Regions from separate parts of the Arabidopsis thaliana genome. Here region 2 is linked to region 1. Evidence: chromatin contacts called from public ChIA-PET data. All regions are on one chromosome and are shown on one strand. The core of a region is the stretch at or near the end of the contact, and the rest is flanking DNA. Distances in the headings are between cores, read along the strand shown. Region 1 holds the start of AT5G60370 (exonuclease V-like protein). Region 2 holds the start of AT5G60460 (Preprotein translocase Sec, Sec61-beta subunit protein).

What was found. ChIA-PET counts read pairs in DNA pulled down with a chosen protein or histone mark.
Region 2: a contact with region 1 is called in an H3K4me3 ChIA-PET map of shoot, with 10 read pairs. The contact joins the promoter of AT5G60460 here to the promoter of AT5G60370 in region 1. A contact is called at or near these places in 2 of 26 Hi-C or Micro-C datasets (callus and shoot) and 1 of 2 datasets of contacts at active chromatin or transcription factors (shoot).

Annotation. Positions count from the first base shown.
Region 1 is chr5:24,280,487-24,284,260 of TAIR10.1, forward strand. AT5G60370 (exonuclease V-like protein) reads left to right here and starts at 2,180. Exons shown (of 7, transcript NM_125430.3): 1 at 2,180-2,749; 2 at 2,839-2,943; 3 at 3,058-3,179; 4 at 3,315-3,470; 5 at 3,573-3,726. The coding sequence starts at 2,372. It overlaps ALP (aleurain-like protease), which reads left to right. Exons shown (of 8, transcript NM_125429.4): 3 at 376-491; 4 at 630-703; 5 at 814-1,078; 6 at 1,162-1,293; 7 at 1,398-1,533; 8 at 1,629-1,996. The coding sequence ends at 1,666.
Region 2 is chr5:24,316,175-24,319,862 of TAIR10.1, forward strand. It overlaps AT5G60460 (Preprotein translocase Sec, Sec61-beta subunit protein), which reads right to left and starts at 2,067. Exons shown (of 1, transcript NM_001345419.1): 1 at 659-2,067. The coding sequence starts at 1,745. The coding sequence ends at 1,416.

The sequences.
Region 1 (3,774 bases), core at 930-3,429:
GAAGTAAACGTATGTATAAAAGACACTGTGGGAAAACGTGGAAACTAACTTTTGTTCTGTCTTGGAATCTTCCAAGTTAATATTTTTAAATTTTGATTTTTTTCTTTCGTTCACGTGATTCAAGATTGTTATTGGGACTCTAGACTTTACAGAGTTTATGAGTCTATGAACTCTGTGTGAGAGACTAGTTTGTGTCAAAAACAGTGTTCTGCTTCTTTAAGATTTAGCTGTCCTGAGTTGAAGATTGGTTCTCGTTCCTACTTCCTTGTAGAGTTGTAGGGATCTAATCTTTATTTGTCCTAGAACTGACACTGCAATGGTTTGATGAATAATGATTTACCTAAATATTGCTAATTGTGTCTTGAATCTATACAGAATTTGCTGATTTGACATGGCAAGAGTTTCAAAGGACCAAGCTTGGTGCTGCTCAGAACTGCTCTGCCACTTTAAAGGGCAGCCACAAGGTCACAGAAGCAGCTCTTCCTGAAACAGTAAGTCCAGGACTCAATCTTGCTGCACTGAACTATGTCAACCACCATCCCGTTCTGTTTTTCAGCTCTAAGAGAACGTGTTTAGCTGCAGACCTTTTTAAAAATTTGGTTCTGAGTTCTCAAATTGTGTAACTGCAGAAAGACTGGAGAGAAGATGGTATCGTTAGTCCGGTCAAAGATCAGGGAGGTTGTGGATCTTGCTGGACATTCAGGTAAAAGTAAAACCAATGATTAAGATACTCTCTTTAATTTTTGGTGGGATCTTTTGATGTCAAATTGAAGGTCGAGATTGTATGTCATATGATTGTTTTTTGTACTGCAGCACAACTGGAGCTCTTGAGGCAGCTTACCATCAGGCATTTGGAAAAGGAATTTCTCTCTCTGAGCAACAGCTTGTGGATTGTGCTGGAGCTTTCAATAACTATGGTTGCAATGGTGGCCTTCCTTCTCAAGCCTTTGAATACATCAAATCCAACGGTGGCCTCGACACAGAGAAAGCTTATCCTTATACCGGTAAAGATGAAACCTGCAAATTTTCAGCTGAAAACGTTGGTGTACAAGTCCTCAACTCAGTCAACATTACTCTGGTAAGCATCTTTTATGGATTTTGAATTTCACTTGCATGAGAATATACATTCTGTAATGATGATTGAAACAACAACAACAACAGGGTGCTGAAGATGAACTGAAGCATGCGGTTGGATTGGTACGGCCAGTAAGCATAGCATTTGAGGTTATACACTCGTTCCGGCTTTACAAGAGTGGAGTTTACACTGATAGTCACTGTGGAAGTACTCCAATGGTGAGACTTTCTTCTTTAAACTGTTAAAAAGACTTTCATTGGTTCACATAAAATCTTCTTAGGAACTTAGCTTAGTGTTCGGTTTCCTTAATGTGGCAATATAGGATGTGAACCACGCGGTTTTGGCCGTTGGTTATGGAGTTGAAGACGGTGTACCATATTGGCTTATTAAGAACTCATGGGGAGCGGATTGGGGCGACAAAGGTTACTTCAAGATGGAGATGGGGAAGAACATGTGTGGTAAGTTCTTTAATAATTATGAAACCATCACACCATTCTCAAATTCTCACAGTTGGTCTTTCTCTATCTATTGTTGATTCGTTCTTGAATTGCAGGTATTGCTACATGTGCATCATACCCCGTTGTGGCTTGAGATGATCAGCGAATGTGGTTGGTCAATTATCAAATTACGAAATGTTCACGTATTTATTGGATTAAGACATTACGTAAAAGTTGGGACTTGGGAATGCATATGGTTTATGCTTGTTGTAACATAAAAAGGTCTGTTAATATGTACAAAATAAAGCCAAAACTATAGACGACAAATTTATAATATTTTCATGTTAAATTTATGAACATAAATTGATTTAGATCAAAGTAGTTTCGTTCTTGATCCTAAGTCAATTTGTCTAACATATAGCTTTTACTTTGAATCTTGATCCTTGAGTCATTTTGTATAACATACAGCTTACAAGTTATGACTTTATTTTGTTTTGGTAATTGGTATTCTAAACGAAAATGAAATCTAATAACGTGATTAATAGTGGTCACATGGATATCTCATAAATCTCTATCCAATTGTGTGATTAAGAACATGCAAAACTGCAAATAAAGTATAAAAAATCATTTACACAAAACTTCATCTAGTTTTTGGACATCAAATTCACAAAAAGCAGCATATAACACTACAATAATTGATTTCACTTTTATTTTATTTGTTTGTTTACCTTTCTAAGTTCAAATATAAATTCTATGATTAGTTTATTATAATTACAATTTTTATTTTTTTTACTCTGATTTGAATTTTTTACATGGACACGAAAGAAGAAGAAGACCACATGTTGGTTCCGAATAAAACATGGCCGAGTCACCCTCCGAGTCAACCTCCGACTCGCTTAGCACCACCACATCCACTAAGCCCGCTCAATCCGGGACTGTTTCTATTTCAAGCCCTCAAAGTCACCATGTCGTCTTCCCCGAGATCCCAATCGAGATCGTCAGTGAAGAAGAAATGGCTATTCTCGATGCAGCTCTTGCAGCCTCCCGCTCCATCCTCCCTTCCGTGATCCGTTCTGTTTCTCCGTCACGGATAACCGCCGGCGGAAGTCCCAAAACAATCCGCTCAATTACTCTCTTCTCCAAGAGGAAATTATCGGCTTGTTCAGATATCGAAGAGTCTTATCTACATCGATTTAGGAGAAATCAAGCTTTAGGTGTCACAGATCTCACCGGAACTGTACGTTTTTTTTATCACAGATTATAGGAAAGAAGAGATCATATAAGCACATTTGACAATGATAGTGATCTCTCTCTATTTGGTTATAGGAATGGTGTGAGAAACAAATGGAGAATGTTCTTTGTTTTGGCAGGAGAAAAGTCAATAAAGCTATGAAAGTTGGTCAGGCTCGTCATTTGCAGCTTGAAGAAGAGGTATTATTCACTATGATGGATCTTAGGGGCTTATTGTTACTATTAAGAGTACTTGATCGTTTTGTGAACAATTTGATGAAATCTACTTGTTGTTGTGTTTATATAATTGGGTAGGTAGTTAAAAAAGTGAGAGTAAAAGTTGAATCAAATGAAGATAAGTGGGCATTGAAGCTGTTGAATTCCATTGCTGGTGTTAATCAGTTCTTGTTTGAAGGACGAACTCGTGAATTGCTACTGTGAGTTCCTTCTACCCCTCTAGTTTCGATCTTCTTTTGTAACATTCTCGTGGCTTTTACCTTTTCCTAGCAAGATAATGTTTTGTAGCATACATCAAATGAGACTTTAAATATGTTGCATTTTACCTTGTAAAGCTTAGGATTTGTTGGAGGTCAATGGATTGTGGGAATTATTGACGAGCTTAGAAAGGCGTATGCAGAAGAGTCTTCTGATAGCGGACCAATATTGATAGATACAAAGACTCGACTCCGTGATACACTTCCAGCTGAGCCACAGAGGAGGAATGGAAGGTAAGTGTTTGATAGAGTTAAGGAAAACGTTGGTCATTTTTGGTTTTGGTTTAATACGTGGGAGTTTTGTGTTAATGTCCTTGAATTAACTATATTTGACAGGCTTCAGCTAATGCTTTACAAGCTTCTATGGGACACTATTGTGAAAGAAGGGTTTCCAACGGGACCTTTTTTCGACTACTTTTCTTTGAATCGCAATTATGTCTTATCCCAAGATGTCAGAGATCACATTGCTAATGCAGGTATCAAAGCTCAGGTATACTTATCTTTGACTCTGTACAATATATCTTTCACTAAACCAAAG
Region 2 (3,688 bases), core at 817-3,316, 36 kb after region 1:
AGACACTCCTCTCTCTCTCTCTCCCTCTCATTTTTTTTTGTAATACTATTTTTACTTTCTTTTTTTTTAACATGTTTGTAGTTAATTGCGGTTCCGGAATAACCACACACAGAGAGAATTAGTTACAGTCATTTTAAAAATCCAATAAAAATCTATGCACGGTATTCTTGAAATTGTGTTTTATGAAGGGAAACTAATTAAAAAGTTCATTTTCAGAAATTTTAATAGAACTACATAGCCAAGAAAATTAAAAACAGGTTGAGTAGAATTCATAAATCAAACTTGTGATAAGAAAAGTAGGCCCATCAAAAAAAAGAATTGTAGAGACAAATGGTATCCCATAAGGAGAAAGCAATTTGTCAAATTGGAGCCTACATTAAAAGTTGGGCCCCTATTTTAACTTTTTCAACTCTTTTTTTTTGGTTTAAAGTTTATTAAAAAAAAAAACAGACCAAAACGATTAGAGTGAAAATTGAAGCTTGTCAAACTAAACTCTATAATCCTCGATCCTCGTTGTAAACCATTCACAATAATAAGTAATCTCATCATCGTTAGATATCAGTCCTCGATGATGTTATTTTGCCAACACAATTATAAAGATCAGAAACCAAATTCTATGTTGATTTAGAGTTGAACAGAGTTGGTGTCATCATGTTACAATTACAATTGTTACTAGGGTCTATTGTTGTTACATAATATTGGTTGATATCGAATTATGGCATGATTTTAGTTATCATAATGTTGGGGCTTGGGAGTTGGGAGTGAACCGACTCTCTAATGGGCCTGCGATTTCCTTTCTATAAGTGTTGGGTCTTAGGTGTGATCATAATTATTATGACCCGGATCTTTAATGGGCCTTCTATTTCCGTTCTATCAGTATTGGGGCTTAGGACTTATCATAACTATGATCCGAATCTCTAATGGGCCATCATCTTCCACCGGATTCACTTCAATCTGTGTCTATCAGAGTCGACAGCAATGAGATCAGTCCGTGTGATGAATGCCGTCGAGTTTCTTGAACCAAAGAAGTTCCAATTGACAAAGACAACAAACATGGCTCTACTAACATTCCGCTGAAGAAGATTCACACCAACTTGAAAAATATATCAGTTTGGAATCTTCACAAAGATGAATGCTTTAAATAACAAGACGCTTCCTAGCTAGTAGCTAGGCCAATTTGGGATTCTGCATGTGTGAGAGAAGAGATCATCAACTTAGTAAACGACTACTTTGGGCAAGATAGATCAAACATGTGCTACTCTGTTTCAAAGGTGACGTATTTTATTCAACGCTTAGCGATTTACATGGTTCTCATCGAAAAGACTAAAAAAGGGAAACAAAACACAAGGAAACATACTAAAAAAAAAAAAAAAAACAGCGATCACCGATTAAACGATCCAGGTCCTGATCCGGATCTAAGCTTGGGATCCGGATTTGTGGAGGTAGAGTTTTCCAAAGACGTGAAGAGCAGTGACGAAGCCGATGAAACAGAGACTCATGATCAGAACAACCGTCGGTGAGATCTTCAACCCCGGAGCATCATCTGTGTAGAATCTCAGCATGTTGCTCGATCCTGATCCAACTCCAGATCCGCCGCCTGAGGATACGCCACCACCGCCACCGAGCCTGCGGCGACGCATGCCGGCAGTAGCGGCGGCGGAACCACGAGGAGCGGCCAGACCGGGCCGGGCGGTTGAAGAACCGGTGGAGGTTGATTGTTGGGATTGGGAAGAGCCTCTCGCCATTGTTGTACGGTCAAGGGTTAGAAGAAAAAGGATACAAGGTGAGAGAGAGGTTATGGAGATGGAGTAATGTTAGAAAGGGTAGTATGGTAAATAACGTCAAATCTGAAGGGTACTTAAGAATGTTGATGATGATTAGGAAGAGACGTGGGGTTCTAGTGGAACTAGATACAAATTATGAATTCAATAATACTCCCAACGACTTTTGTTGGGCGTTAGTACTTAGTAGTAACTAGTAAGATGAATATTCTATCAATAAACCTTAAATTGATAAGTTAAACGGTGTCATCATCATTGGAGATCACATAACTAAATGCCGTTTGGATAGGTCCTATATATCTTGAACATATCTTGGATCGTGTGATTATTCATTTACCACCGACTTGCAAATTATTCCTTCTTTGCTTTCCCTCATGTGTATTAGACTATTAGTTAGTGGCTAACTTAGTGTTAATCTTTCCTCCTTTCAAAATTACGCGTTTTATAAATGAGAAAAAAAAAATGAAACAAGTTTGGGCTTTTCAAACTTTTAGCTTGGTTCAAGCTAGTTGGGTTTAACATTTGAGTTTATTTTTATTTAGTTAATTCCTACTAGAATGGGCTATTGTAAAAACAGTTGGGCTACTCTTTGCCACACCTATTTCAATTTTTCAATCCACAAAATTAAGAATACAGAAGATGGTAAAAAAAAAAAAAAAAAAAAAGAGATAACCACATGAAATAAATCTAGAATCTCGGTTTCTTTAAGTTTTTTTTAAAAGTCATTGGTTCAATGTTTGCATAGTGAAATGAGAGAATAATATCAAAGTAAATGTAAAAATTCAAACTCTTCCAAAATGCTAAATTTTAGTTTTCAAAGCTCAAACAAAACATGATGTGTAAACACTTTTGGTATAAGTCTCATAATGTATACCGAGTACATGCATCTTTCACATGCATCTGTCTCGCTATATATGTGTATGTATATATGATAATTAGAGGTCAAAATGTACTTATGGCGTAATTATGTAATGATGATTTGCTTGCCCCATCAAATTTGAGTGTTGGCTGTAAAGACAATCTCCTTTTCCCCATTATCGTCCTTTCTTCATGTTTCTATATTCGTTTCTATATTCTTCTTTTATATCCTTTTTATGTTGATGTCATCTCAATAAATTTTGAGTCGGTGAATGATGAAGGATTTACTTGATGTTTATAGCAAGAAAATCAAAACATAGCATCAAAAATTATAATCCGATCCTAAATAATTATGAATGATATTTTCACGTTTTGAAAATCATAAGACGTTATTTTTCCATTCCAAAACATTCACTTATGTGGTATTATACCAGTCATGCTCATACGAATAATTTTTTTTGTTACAACAGACTCCAAATTAATTAATTAGAAATTAGGGCATCAACATTCTAAGAATGCAAACTTAAATTAGAAATATATACGGAGGGAGACCTAATGATTCTAAAATAAGAAAATTAATTTGGAAAAAATGAGCTAACTATTGTCATTAAACAGAGGTGGTGTGCTTTGTTAGTATATGTATGATGTGATGTCACTTGTCTCACTCGTAAATGATTTGGCTGAACTTTGATTACCATTTTCAAATTTAAAGTTATATTTTCATCATGATCAAAATAGATATTATTAAACTGGGGAAAATCACCCGTGAACATTCATCTTGAATTCATATCTATTGTATTTACTATTTAGAATAACAACAGCTCCTAACTTATGCTCGCTGTGACTTTAGTTAATTATAAAATTCAATATAGAAGAAAAGAACTGATTTTCATCTTATTTCATTATACGGGTATATATAAGAACTTTTTCATAACGAAATGGAATGTAAACCATGTGTAATCGATCGACTGAAAAAGAAATGTACGTTGTGGTCTTATTGTTTAGTCAACTTTTTGAAACAGTAGAAAAGTCCAAAAGTTTAAAGTTTG